Regions from separate parts of the Sus scrofa genome. Here all the other regions are linked to region 1. Evidence: chromatin contacts called from public Hi-C and HiChIP or PLAC-seq data. All regions are on one chromosome and are shown on one strand. Each heading gives the region's core, a stretch centred on a gene start, on an enhancer-like site or on the middle of the called end of the contact. The rest is flanking DNA. Distances are from core to core; before and after follow the strand shown. Region 1 holds the start of FZD8 (frizzled-8). Region 2 has its middle 380 kb from the start of FZD8. Region 3 has its middle 320 kb from the start of FZD8.

What was found. Hi-C and Micro-C count contacts between places; a contact is called where the count stands out from the background. HiChIP or PLAC-seq counts read pairs in DNA pulled down with a chosen protein or histone mark.
Region 2: a contact with region 1 is called in an H3K27ac HiChIP or PLAC-seq map of skeletal muscle, with 11 times the contacts expected there. The contact joins the enhancer-like site here to the promoter of FZD8 in region 1. A contact is called at or near these places in 1 of 5 promoter capture datasets (skeletal muscle), 6 of 47 Hi-C or Micro-C datasets (embryonic fibroblasts, heart right ventricle, retroperitoneal adipose tissue and 2 more) and 1 of 2 datasets of contacts at active chromatin or transcription factors (skeletal muscle).
Region 3: a contact with region 1 is called in a Hi-C map of heart right ventricle, with 2.4 times the contacts expected there. The contact joins the enhancer-like site here to the promoter of FZD8 in region 1. A contact is called at or near these places in 1 of 5 promoter capture datasets (liver), 4 of 47 Hi-C or Micro-C datasets (epiblast stem cells, fetal heart ventricle, fetal skeletal muscle and 1 more) and 1 of 2 datasets of contacts at active chromatin or transcription factors (skeletal muscle).

The regions. Positions count from the first base shown.
Region 1 is chr10:58,095,007-58,098,804 of Sscrofa11.1, forward strand. It overlaps FZD8 (frizzled-8), which reads right to left and starts at 1,784. Exons shown (of 2, transcript XM_021064988.1): 1 at 1,245-1,784; 2 at 1-1,242. The coding sequence starts at 1,763. All of the region lies in intron 1 of LOC110255709 (a long non-coding RNA gene), which reads left to right.
Region 2 is chr10:58,475,146-58,478,943 of Sscrofa11.1, forward strand. No RefSeq gene overlaps it. Among named protein-coding and RNA genes, the nearest start is that of FZD8, 380 kb to the left of the region's middle. Within about 2 kb of position 1,701, at least 36 of the 83 cell types and tissues checked have an H3K27ac peak or open chromatin away from gene starts, as enhancers often do. A contact at or near this core is called in retroperitoneal adipose tissue, skeletal muscle and subcutaneous adipose tissue, where this site is marked.
Region 3 is chr10:58,413,628-58,417,425 of Sscrofa11.1, forward strand. No RefSeq gene overlaps it. Among named protein-coding and RNA genes, the nearest start is that of FZD8, 320 kb to the left of the region's middle. Within about 2 kb of position 2,179, at least 2 of the 83 cell types and tissues checked have an H3K27ac peak or open chromatin away from gene starts, as enhancers often do.

The DNA of each region.
Region 1 (3,798 bases), core at 534-3,033:
GTAGTCGGGCCGGCGCGCCTGGTCCGGCTGCAGGTCCCGCAGGCATGGGCAGTTGTGCGTGGCCTCCCAGCGCGGGCGGTTGTGCTGTTCGTAGAAGAGACAGGCGACCACGACAGCGGCGGGCACGGTGTAGAGCACGGTGAAGAGGCCCAGGCGGATCATGAGCTTCTCCAGTTTGTGCGTCTTGGTGGGGCCTCCCTGCTGCTTGATGACCGAGCGGATGCGGAAGAGCGACACGAAGCCGGCCAGCAGGAACATGGTGCCGATGAAGAGGTAGATGACCAGCGGCGCCAGCACGAAGCCGCGCAGGTTGTCCAGGCTCTGGTTGCCCACGTAGCAGATGCCCGCCACCGGATCGCCGTCCACCGAGCTGAGCGCCAGCACGGCGATAGACTTGACGCTGGGCACGAGCCAGGCGGCCAGGTGGAAGTACTGCGAGTAGCCGGCGATGGCCTCGTTGCCCCACTTCATGCCCGCCGCCAGGAACCACGTGAGCGACAGGATCACCCACCAGATGGAGCTGGCCATGCCGAAGAAGTAGACGAGCAGGAAGACCACGGTGCACAGCGCCGGGCCCGTGGTCTCATAGCGCACGTGCTGCTCCACGGCGCCCAGCTCCTCGTACTCGCCGCGCCCTCCCGGGCCGCCCGCGCCCGCTCCCGCCGCGCCGGCTCCCGCCGCCGCGCTGCCCGCGCCGCCCGCGCCGCCCGCAGCCCCCGCACCGCCGCTGCACGCCACCTTCTCGTGGCCCGCCACCAGGCGCACCAGGTAGCCGACGGACACGAAGAGGTAGCAGGCCGAGAGGAAGATGATGGGCCGCTCCGGGTACTTGAAGCGCTCCATGTCTATGAGGAAGGTGGAGACGGTGGCGAAAGTGGACACGAAGCAGAGCACCGACCACAGGCCGATCCAGAAGACGGTGAAGGCGCGCTCGTCCTGGCTGAAGAACGGGTTGTGGCAGGGCAGCGCGCAGTTGGCGATCTGGCCGGTCTTGACGCGGTTGTAGAGAGGGTGCCGCTCGCTGGACACGCTCACCATGGGAGCGCGGCATTGGCAGCCCGGCTCGCAGGGCGCCGCGCCGCCGCCAGGGGGCCGCGCCTTCCCGCCGCCACCACCGCCGCCGCCGCCGCCGCCGCCGCGCGCGGGGGGCGCAGCCGCGTCCCCGCCGCCGCCCCTGCCGCGGGACGGGGGCCGGGCCCCCGGCGGGCGGCCGTGGCCGCTGCCGGAGGGCGGCTGCTCTCGGGCGGCGGCGGCGGCGGCGGCGGGCGGCGCGGTGGGCTGGGCGCGGCCGTGGTGAGGTCGGTGCGGTTGTAGTCCATGCACAGCGTGTCGGGGTTGCCCTGCTCGGGCAGCCGGTCGCAGCGCATGCGGTCAGGCCAGGCGAAGCCGTACTGGCGCATGAGGGGCGCGCAGCCGGCCTTGGCGCGCTCGCACACCGAGCGGCAGGGAGGCAGGGGCTTCTTGTAGTCCTCCAGACAGATGGGTGTGTACATGCTGCACAGGAAGAACTTGAGGTCGGGCGAGCACTGGATCTCCACCAGCGGCCAGAATTGGTGCACCTCCAGGCCCGCCTCGTCCTGCGTGTCGTGGTTGAACTGGTTGGGCATGTAGGTGTAGTTGTAGCCGATGCCCTTGCACAGCGGCACGGTGATCTCCTGGCACGCCAGCTCCTTGGCCGAGGCGGCCGCCGCGCCGCTCGAGCGCTGCAGCAACGCCAGGGCGGCCAGCAACGAGGTCACTTCCAACAGGTAACCCCACTCCATGCTGCGCGCCTCGGCCCCGCGCCCTCGCCCTCCGGGTGGCGCGCGGAGGGGCGCCGGGGATCCTTCGAGAGCGCGGGAGAGGAGAGCGGGTGCCCGGCCGGGCTTTCTCCTGCCTCTCCCAGGAGGGGCTCTCCCGATAACCTAGTCCCTTCTCGGGACGCGTCCGCACGGCGCTGCGGGAGAGGAGGGTGGCTGCCGGAGGGCGCCCGGGTCCGCGGGTCCACCCCGCTCACTCCGGCCAGGGTCAGCCCTTGCGGGGCAGAGTGACCGGCCCCCAGCTCATCGTCTCTCCCTTGCTCGCTTTCTCCGCACTCCGGTGACTTTGCCGGGTACCGAGGGCGGCGGCGCAGCAAGTTTCCTCTCGGGCCGCGGTGCGCAGTCAAGATGGCTGGGCCAGGCCGCTCCGCGCTGGGTCAGCCCCTGCGGCCCCTTTTCGGCGTCCCGGGGCTCATGCTTGACCCCAAGGCCGCGCGGCTGCCGCCGGGGTTCGGAGCCCGCCTCCGCCGAAGCCGCCGCCCTCTGTCCCCTGCTTCGGTCCGTCTGTCCGCTGCCGGGATGACGGGCCCCGCCTCCGGTGGAAGTCCGCGCCGCGCTCCGGCCAGCAGTCGGGCGAGGTGTCGGCGGTCCTCTTCTCGCTGGACACCCGGAGCCAAATCCAGGCCGGAAGGCGGAGCGGACACCTGAGCGGCGCGCCCGCGCCCCACTGTTGCCGCTGCCGCCGCCTCCGCCGCCGCCGCCACCTCCGCCTCCTCCTCCTCCTCGGCGGGAGCAGCGCCCCTCGCCAACTTCCCGCTCCGGCCCCGCTGCGCCCGGGCCGGCTCATGAATATTTATACGGGGCGGACTCGGTCTCCGCCCGCGACCCGCGCGCCAATCCCGGGCGCGGGGCGGAGTCTGCGCGCTCCCCAGGCCCAGCCTTCCTGGGGCGGGCCCGGCTGTTCGCGCCGCCGTGCACGCCGTCTGCGGCCAGAGTTTGGGTAACCTTGGGATTGACCGCAGACACTGACGCTTTGCCACCACGGTCCCCATCGTGCTCGATGTGTCGAAGTCGGGGTTCCATTTCCCCGAGTCTGCGCTTAGGGACTGGGGACGAGCCTTTATGCAAGCGCGACCTCGGAGGCCCGTTTCGAACTAGTCAAGCCCCTGCTTTCTCCGTCCCCCAAATGTGGGCGACCTCCTGGCAGCGGGACCACCCCCCACTCCCCCAGCCGGCCAGTGAGCGGGGGCGTTGCGGGGGACCGAGAAAGGGATGCCTTTCTTGGGGTTCTCAGGACGATGAGAATATAGGTGGAATGGAACCGCTGCAGTTGATTCTGGCTGGTGGGGGCTGGACCGGGGACTTCCCGCTCAGTGTCGTGGGGGAAGCCTCAGTTTCCTTACTTGCAGTGTGGAGTCACAGTACAGATCTCAAAGGGGATTCTGCTAATTGGGTGAGATAAAATAGAGACAGCATCCAGATCCAGTGCACTTTCATGAACCATAAATCCCTTTCTTCTTTAAAAAAGAACAAGAAAGAAAAAGAAAGGGAGAAAGAAAAACTTATAAACAGGACAGACTGGAAACTCTGCGGCTGGATTTTCTCTCTTCGCCTCGTGCTTTTGGAACATACATACGTCTCTCCAAAGTTGACATGTTTTTGCCAGAGCCTCCTCCTCCGCCGTGGGAGGCGGCGCCGAGCCCGGGCGCGGACGCGCGGACACGTCTCGGTGGTGTGCCCGGGGCCAGGCGGTTGGGGACGCGGCCAGCGAGCCCGGCCCCCGCCAGCTCGCAACCACCTTAGACGGGGAGGGGCCCGAGGGGCGGGCGGCCTGGCAGGTTCATTTACGCTTGTTAGGACGTTCCAGGGGGTTGTCTTTCTCCTAGAATGGAGTGTTTATTTTTTAATTGATGTGCTGTTTCATTTAGCGCTTGTATGGAACTCACGCTGGGGCTGTAATTACTGTAATCTCGGGAACAAGCATTTCACTTAGCCAGGAGGGTGGCAACAGACGTTTCTCATTCTCTCCCTCTCTCTCTCTCCCTTTCTCTTCCCTCTG
Region 2 (3,798 bases), core at 451-2,950, 380 kb after region 1:
TGGTGCAGGTTTGGTCTCCGATCTGGGAAATTCCTCATGCTGCAGGTGCAGCCAAAAAAAAAAAAAAAAGAATAAGGACAAAAATTAAATTATGATGGAGGGTAATGTGAGAAAAAGAATGCGTGTATATAGAGAAAACTGGGTCACTTTGCTGTATGGAAGAAATTGACAGAACATTGTAAATCAACTGTAATAAAAAATAAACAAACATACCAGGCTGCAGATATGTGCTCTGTCACACTCTGCTGAGTGGTCTGAAAGAGCCTTAGTTTCCTCTCTGTAAAAATGGAGCCTGAACCATCCTTGCCCAGGAGAAGAATAGAGTATTAAGGATTAAATTGAAAAATCACATGAAATCTTAGAAACATCCCATAAGGCACACCGTCTGGGGCACAGAAAATGCCTAATCCATGTCTGATGGATAAACAATTGGTGCTCAATAAATATTCTTTGTTTCCTCTTCCTCACTTTCCCAAAGTTCTTAAAGTGGGGAGCACTGTGGCCGTAGCAGAACCTGCCAGCTTAAAGTGCCATCTTTTTTTTTTTTTTTTTTTTTTTTTTTTTTGGCTCTCTGCCTCTGCCGAGGTAGGTGAGCATCTCTGCCCAGTCAGAGAGGAGAGGAGAGAAGATGGGCAGGAAACACACTGTCCTGTCCATTTAGCCCTCAGCCTGTTGCAGCAGGGTTGGGTGAAAATGCAGCATAGCTTCTGGGGTTTTTGTTCTTTTGTTAGACCCTGGAGGGAAGAGATGAATTTTCCATCTGTTGCTGGCTGGGAATATTCGGCTAAGGAGGTGCCTCTCCGCTGGGGACACTGAGGTGGCCTGGCTCTGGGTCAGCACAGCTCTTCCTCTGGCCGCTCGGCTTGAGCCCGAGACTCCCAGGTGAGACATGGGTTATTGCAGATGTGAGAGTGAGAGCAGCTGATAGAAGCAGCAGAAGGCAGAAACGAGAGACCCCACATCCACACACACTCTCCTTATGTGATACACAACAGTGGTTCAGCCGGTTCAGGATCCCTGCATTGTTACTAGGAGGGGCTTGGGTCATCGCTGCAGCGCCAGTTCAATCCCTGGCCCTGGAACTTCCACATGCTGTGGGTGTGGCAAAAAACTACTGCTTTCTATTTTTTTTTTTTGTTTTTTGTTTTTCCTTTTTTTAATGGAAGGCTCAGTTTAGTAGACCTAGCTTGGAACTCCAGGGGCCTGGCAGGGACCCCTGGCCAGCTGGGCAACACTCAGAAGGGCCCAGACACTGCTCTAGACTTCAGGGAACAAACAAACAAACAAAAACAAGCAACCACCACCACCTCCCTGGTCGCTGCCCCAAGCCTCTGAGGGTTTTTTTTCATAGGGATCTTTCGGGATTCAAGTCAATGCAGTGAGAGTGGAGCAACGCGGGACTAGCCTTTCAGAAGGAGTGTCCTGCTCAGAATGGAAGGAAAGGGGACGATCAGGGCCCCCGCGCCTCCCACCCCCTCCCCATCCAAATCGAAAGCCTCCCTTCGCCGGGTTTGCAGTGCCTTCCCCGCTTGGAGGCTTGAAGCTGCCTGGGGCGGGAGAGAGGTAATTCCAAGAGGCAGGCTCGGGCTGCCGACGGCGCCTTCGGTTGTATGAATCCCAGCCCCCCGCGGAAGGGGTCCTGCTACACAGAGAAACAACGACGAGGATTGTTCAGGAAAAGCCCGGCCGGCTGGGGATGGGACCCTCTGTGGCAGCGCTTGGCGGATGCTGACAGCTCCAGCGTTCCCAGGGTGCCGGGATGGGATTAGAAATCCTTCTCCCGGCCAAGATTGCTTCCAACAGCTGGAGCGAGAGCCCCTCCCCGCCTCCCCGCCTCCCCGCCCGGCTCCATTTCTTGCTGGAGAGCATCCGAAAGCGGAGTTTAAAATGACTCAGTGTCTTCTGGGTAAAGAGCTTTTACTTTTCCAGACTGAACTGCCAAAGACCTTAAGGCAATGAAAGAAAGAAAGAAAAAGTGAGATGCTATGTCTGGCAAGTGGCATTTCTCTCCTTCGGTGGCTGTGTGGTTATTAAGCCAGAGCCGTTGGGTATTCTGAAGTGTTATTTATTTACCTTGGCGCCCAGGGTTAGATCGCGGAGCCTGTGGAGTGGAAATATGGTGACAGGATAAGGGTAATGAGAGGAAGCAAACCCACTGGAAGATAGCTGGGTTCTGAAAATCGGAGAGTTTGTTTTCCCAGAGGAGGGAAGCAGGAATATTACCTCATTGCAAAACAGTCATTAAAACATAATTGAGTGCTCCACAGACGACCAAAGCGCCCAGCTAACACTAAGTTCATTTTCAGTGAAAGTTAAAATCAAAATCAATGCCCTGTTGAAAAGCAATAACCCAAATTAGAGAACAATACAGAAAGCTTTTCTGGGAGGAGTTAGACTCTGCTTTGGTTAAAGGAAAAAAAGAAAGCAAAAAGGAGTCCTTCTGATCCTCTTCGGAGCGAGTTCTTAGAGTAAGAGCAGCTGCAAGGGACTCATTAGCCAGAGGGTGTTCTTGGAGAAACGGCGGAGGTGGGGTGTTGTGAGCAGAAAGCCTCTGGCCCCCTTCTCTCTTTCCTGAAGATCCACACATGCCCCTCCATCTGCGTTAAACCAGAACAACATGGAAGCCGCACCAGTCCGACGCATCCGCACCTTCGCACCAGCACTTCAAACTTTTTCAAATGCATATCAAAGAAAAGAGGTTGAAGATATTTTTCAGTAAATACATATTAAACGCGACGTTCAGAGGTAACTTTCCTGGATATAGTTGGGCGGGTCGAGTGGATGGACAAAGTCGTTATCCTGCTACCAGCCGTAGAGGATTAACTCATTTGAAGCTATTCTTTTCATGGTTTTCCATGACCCTGCTTTTTTTTTTTTTTTTGGGTGGGGGGGGGCTCACTCAGGAAGTTCCCAGGCCAGGGACTGAACTGCGCCACAGCACTGACCAGAGCCACAGCCGTGATCTGAGCCACAGCAGTGACAAGGCCAGATCCTTAACCCGCTGAGCCACCAGGGAACTTCATATCCTTCCACGTTTAATCTATTTGTATCTTTATATTAAAGTGGACTTCTTGTAGACAACATGTAAGTGTCTGGCATTTCGATCTATTTTAACAGTCTCTGTCTTTTAATTGGTGAATTTAGGCCACTGATATTTGAACTAATGATTGATAAACCTCAGTTTTTTAAAAAGCAAGGTGTTTTGAATGCCTCAAATATGACTACTTTTTCTTTCCCTCTGTTGCAGACAACAGACACAGGAAATGGTCAACATTGCATTCAGTGTTATTGAAATATATTTATTTGCCCAGTGAAAAGTTTGCTCAATGTACTTTCTTTGATTAAATAATGTATCAGCAGTATTTTGTTTGGTGAAGATACTCACCTACCTCATTTAAGGTCTAAACTGTTTCTGCCAATAACCATATAAGTAAATATTCAGGGGACAAATAAAATGAGAAATACTGATATTTCAGCTCACGGAAGTTGAAAGGCAAGATATTTAAATGCCTCTGGGAAACTGTACATCTAAAAAATGCCTTTTTTTTTTTTTTTTTGTCATGCAGGGGGAGCTTGAGGAACTTGGATAAAGAATAAAAGGATTCTTGGGGTTCCCGTCGTGGCGCAGTGGTTAACGAATCCGACTAGGAACCATGAGGTTTTGGGTTCGGTCCCTGGCCTTGCTCAGTGGTTAAGGATCTGGAATTGCCATGAGCTGAGGTGTAGGCTGGTGGCTACAGCTCCTATTAGACCTCTAGCCTGGGCATTGCTGTGACCTGTGGTGTAGGTTGCAGACTT
Region 3 (3,798 bases), core at 929-3,428, 320 kb after region 1:
AGAAATATATTATTTTAATATCTAAATATTCGCAGAATTAAGTTTACTATACAAGGTGAAAAGCATGTGCATGTACTGTGTTTTATATCCTTTGCTTCTGGTAAAGATATTGGTGGGTACCCGAATCTCTTGGGGGGAATAGCCTTTAGGAATAATATGAACACCTCTTTTTAAAAGCTGATACATTTTACATGTTTTTGATACATTTAAACATCGCAAGGTCCCGCTTTGTAATCAAAATAGAAAGTGTCCAAAAATGAATGAAAAAATAATGGCTGGGTTCTTCATAGCCAGAGCTGTGAAGAAAACCTCAGGATTTCATCCTAAATCGCCACCTCTATCTTACAGATGGAGGTAGTTAAAATTATTGGGGTAACTCGAGGTAAACAGCTCTCGGCTTAGATGCTTCCTGGAAATGAGCCTTTGCATCACAGACAGCTCCACGGGAGGAACACCCCTCCTGGTGTCCGGAGCCTCAGCTGCAGGTGCAGCCTTAGCAGCACCCAGCGTCAGAAGCTGGGAGGAGGGAAGTTCACCAGATTTCCTTGAATATATGTTTCAGTCTCATAAACATCATTTTAAATAACTCCTTATTAGGAAAAATACAGATCTTGGGGGAAAAAAATCAATTTCTTTTTTCTTGCTCAGAGCATGACACACATAATTTCCCCATCCTCTAGCCTGGAACATTTGATCCAAAGTAATGATTGTCATGACCCAAGCCTCTAAAAGTTAGTGACTTTTCCTCTTCTCATTAGTGATCCTCAGGTAGACCAGTCCACAATTCCAATGAATATAAAAAATGTAAGTAGGAAGCAATAACTGGTCAGTAGCTTTCATAAATGATGGCAGGATCTTTCAGTAAGAACGAAACAATACTTAGGAAAAACAGAGACGGAGGCAGAGGAGGACATAGGTATTTCGAGAGTGTGAAGGAAAAGATAAGGCTAGTCAATGTTTTAAAAAGCATTCTGAGTATATCATGTGAGCTAAAAGGGTTAACGGGAGATGGATGGATTTTTACTGGTATGAAAGGAAAAATGTGTCCTACAGAGGAATGTTGGCACCGCTTACCAATTTCACAGCGCTTTTCATCTTCAAAGAATTTTGCATGTTAACTAATTAATCCTTCCAACACCCTTGTGACGTAAACGTGACAAACAAGGACAGACGTGAGTCTAATATGACTAATCTACCAAGCTCAGGGGTGGAGAAAGAATTATGAAAGCATGCCAGTTACTAATGAGGAAGACTGTAGGTAGAGATTTCATACAGGATTGTGTTTGTGTGTGTGTGTGTGTGTGTGTGTGTGTGTGTGTGTGTGTACTTCCCAAAATTTGTTTCTGGAAACATACAGCAAATGATAGAAGTTGAAAGAAAGATGTTATCACTACCTGAGCTCAGTTCATGCTGGACTAGTGTGAAATTCTCCAATAATCCAAATTTAAACCATAAATATTAGCAGCAGTTAGGTATTTGCTTTTAATGCCTAGAGTTGACAAATTATTTAGACAATGAGCACCAACTCTCTGGAACTTCATTGGTTTAAAAGGCGTTACACTTGTTGTGGGGTTATTTTTCTGCCCAATTCTGTAATCTACATTTTTTTTCCTATTATTCACACACCAGGACAAACATGCAATGCCCAATTAAATGAGAGATATGACAATTTTAAGCTCTTATTCACTAGCCATGTATTTTGAAAACGTATAACTGTGACTATGGTTATTTTTTTAAAGACCTAAGTCTGTTTCCTTTTGCTCTGCCTGCTGGTGTAATACCAACAGACACCTGTCTGTTGTTACCCTGTTGCGACAGCAGAAAAACTTGCAAGAAAATAGCAGAGCTCATGACCACCCTGGAATGCTAATGGCAATGCTGTGCTGTTGGCACCCTGAGGTGATTGTAACAGGGAGATACATTATCCACTTACAGTAACAGCCATTCCATTCCAGCTTCTCGGGATAACAACAGTGCGTCTGATTACAAACCTGCTAACGCATGCACCATCCTTCATTCCTTTTCGTGATGATAAATATCATTGTGTGCATTATTGGCCTTACTGTGTTGCTCTTAATATTGTTACTATGACTTTGCAAAAAGTATTGATCTACAAATAGTCAATGGCAGATTATTCCAGAGAGAAGCTTGACTGCCTTTTCTGCACCACAGCTGCATTTTCCTTCCAGCGTTTCAGGACTGGAGGGCACAATAGGGTTGAGCCCTTACTCTTCTCTTTCTTCGAGTTCATTCCACAACATTATGTGAATTTCTCCCTCTTCCCTTCCTGCCTTCTGTCTTTCCCCCAAAATAAGCTTAGATTTTCATCTCAGTCCATAATTTCCTTAACAGTGTGTCTGTGTACCTAGTGTCATGTCGGTTATCGCCCAGGGGTTTCAAATATGGTACAAGGTTGTAGACACCGTGGATTTGGTCATTCAATTATCAAATATTTCTTGAGTACTCACTATCTACTAGTCACCGTTTTAGTCACCAGTGATACAGGAGTGAAGAAAAGTTCCCGCCTCTAGACACGACACTTACTGAGGAGGCTGATATGGGAGCATTCACAATGAAGAGCTCTCCTCCTCTATTTTGTCGTAAAATTCAATCATTACACTACATTGCAATCACTCAGATACATTCTGTTGTTTTAAATTTCTTCCTGCATTTTTGGGTTGCTACTAGCTGGGATCATTTTCTTTCTGCCTGAAAAACAACTATTTGTTTAGTTTCAGTGTCCTGGCAACAAATTCTCTCAGTTTGTGTATATATGCATTTTATATATACATATATATATATAAATTTGAATTTTATATGCTTTTAGTGTTCCCGACCATTTCATTTTTAAAAAATTGTTTTATTATAGTCGATTTACAATGTTTTGTCAATTTCTGCGGTACAACAAAGTGACCCAGTCATACTTTTATAGGCATTCTTTTTCTCACAATATACTTAACTTTTTGAAGATTTTTTTCTAGATATAGAATCCTAGTTTGGCTGTTGTTTTCATTTATCGCCTTAAAGATATTCCATTGTCTTTTTGATTTCATATTCTATAGAGACATCAGCTGTATGTCATTATTGCTCCTTGAAGGGTAATATTTTTCTTGAATGTCATTAACATTTTTTTGTCTCTGATTTTCAGTAACTTTTCTATGATGTGACTAGTTGTGGGGTGCATGTGCGTGTGCGTGTGCGTGTGCGTGTGTGTGTGGTTATCCTGCTTGGGGTCCACAGTTTCGCTATGATCTCTATCTTGATTTTTGTCAGTCTTTTTGAAATCTATTATCTCTTCAAAAATTTTTTCCTTTGTTGCTTCTTTTTTGTTTTCCTGAGTCTTTAATTGCATATATTGTAGTTTTTATTCATGTCAATTTAGTCTTAATCAAGTCAATTCCTGGTTGTTCCACACTCCTAGGGTATACATTTCCAGTTTCCACTGAGATTCTGAGGTATTCGCTAGGATTCGCCTCTCTGCTTCTTATTCCTAGATTCTAATTTCTGCATCTTTAGCCTGGTGCTCTTTAGTCAGTGGAACATGAGAACATCCTAAAATTTTAAAACCCTCTTTCCCTTGGGAGTTTCATTATCAGGACTACATATGGGAAGATAGAGGGAGCCTAATTAGGAAGTTACAGTAATAGTTTTGCTATGAGCTAATGGAGACTGATCCAGGGAGTTGGCAGTCTGAATATGTATATGAAAGGACATATATGGATGCTCTCATGAAAGAACGGGTGAGGAAACTTCTTGATTATGTGAAGGGTGATGTGTCAAAGCCTCTTCAAGATTTCG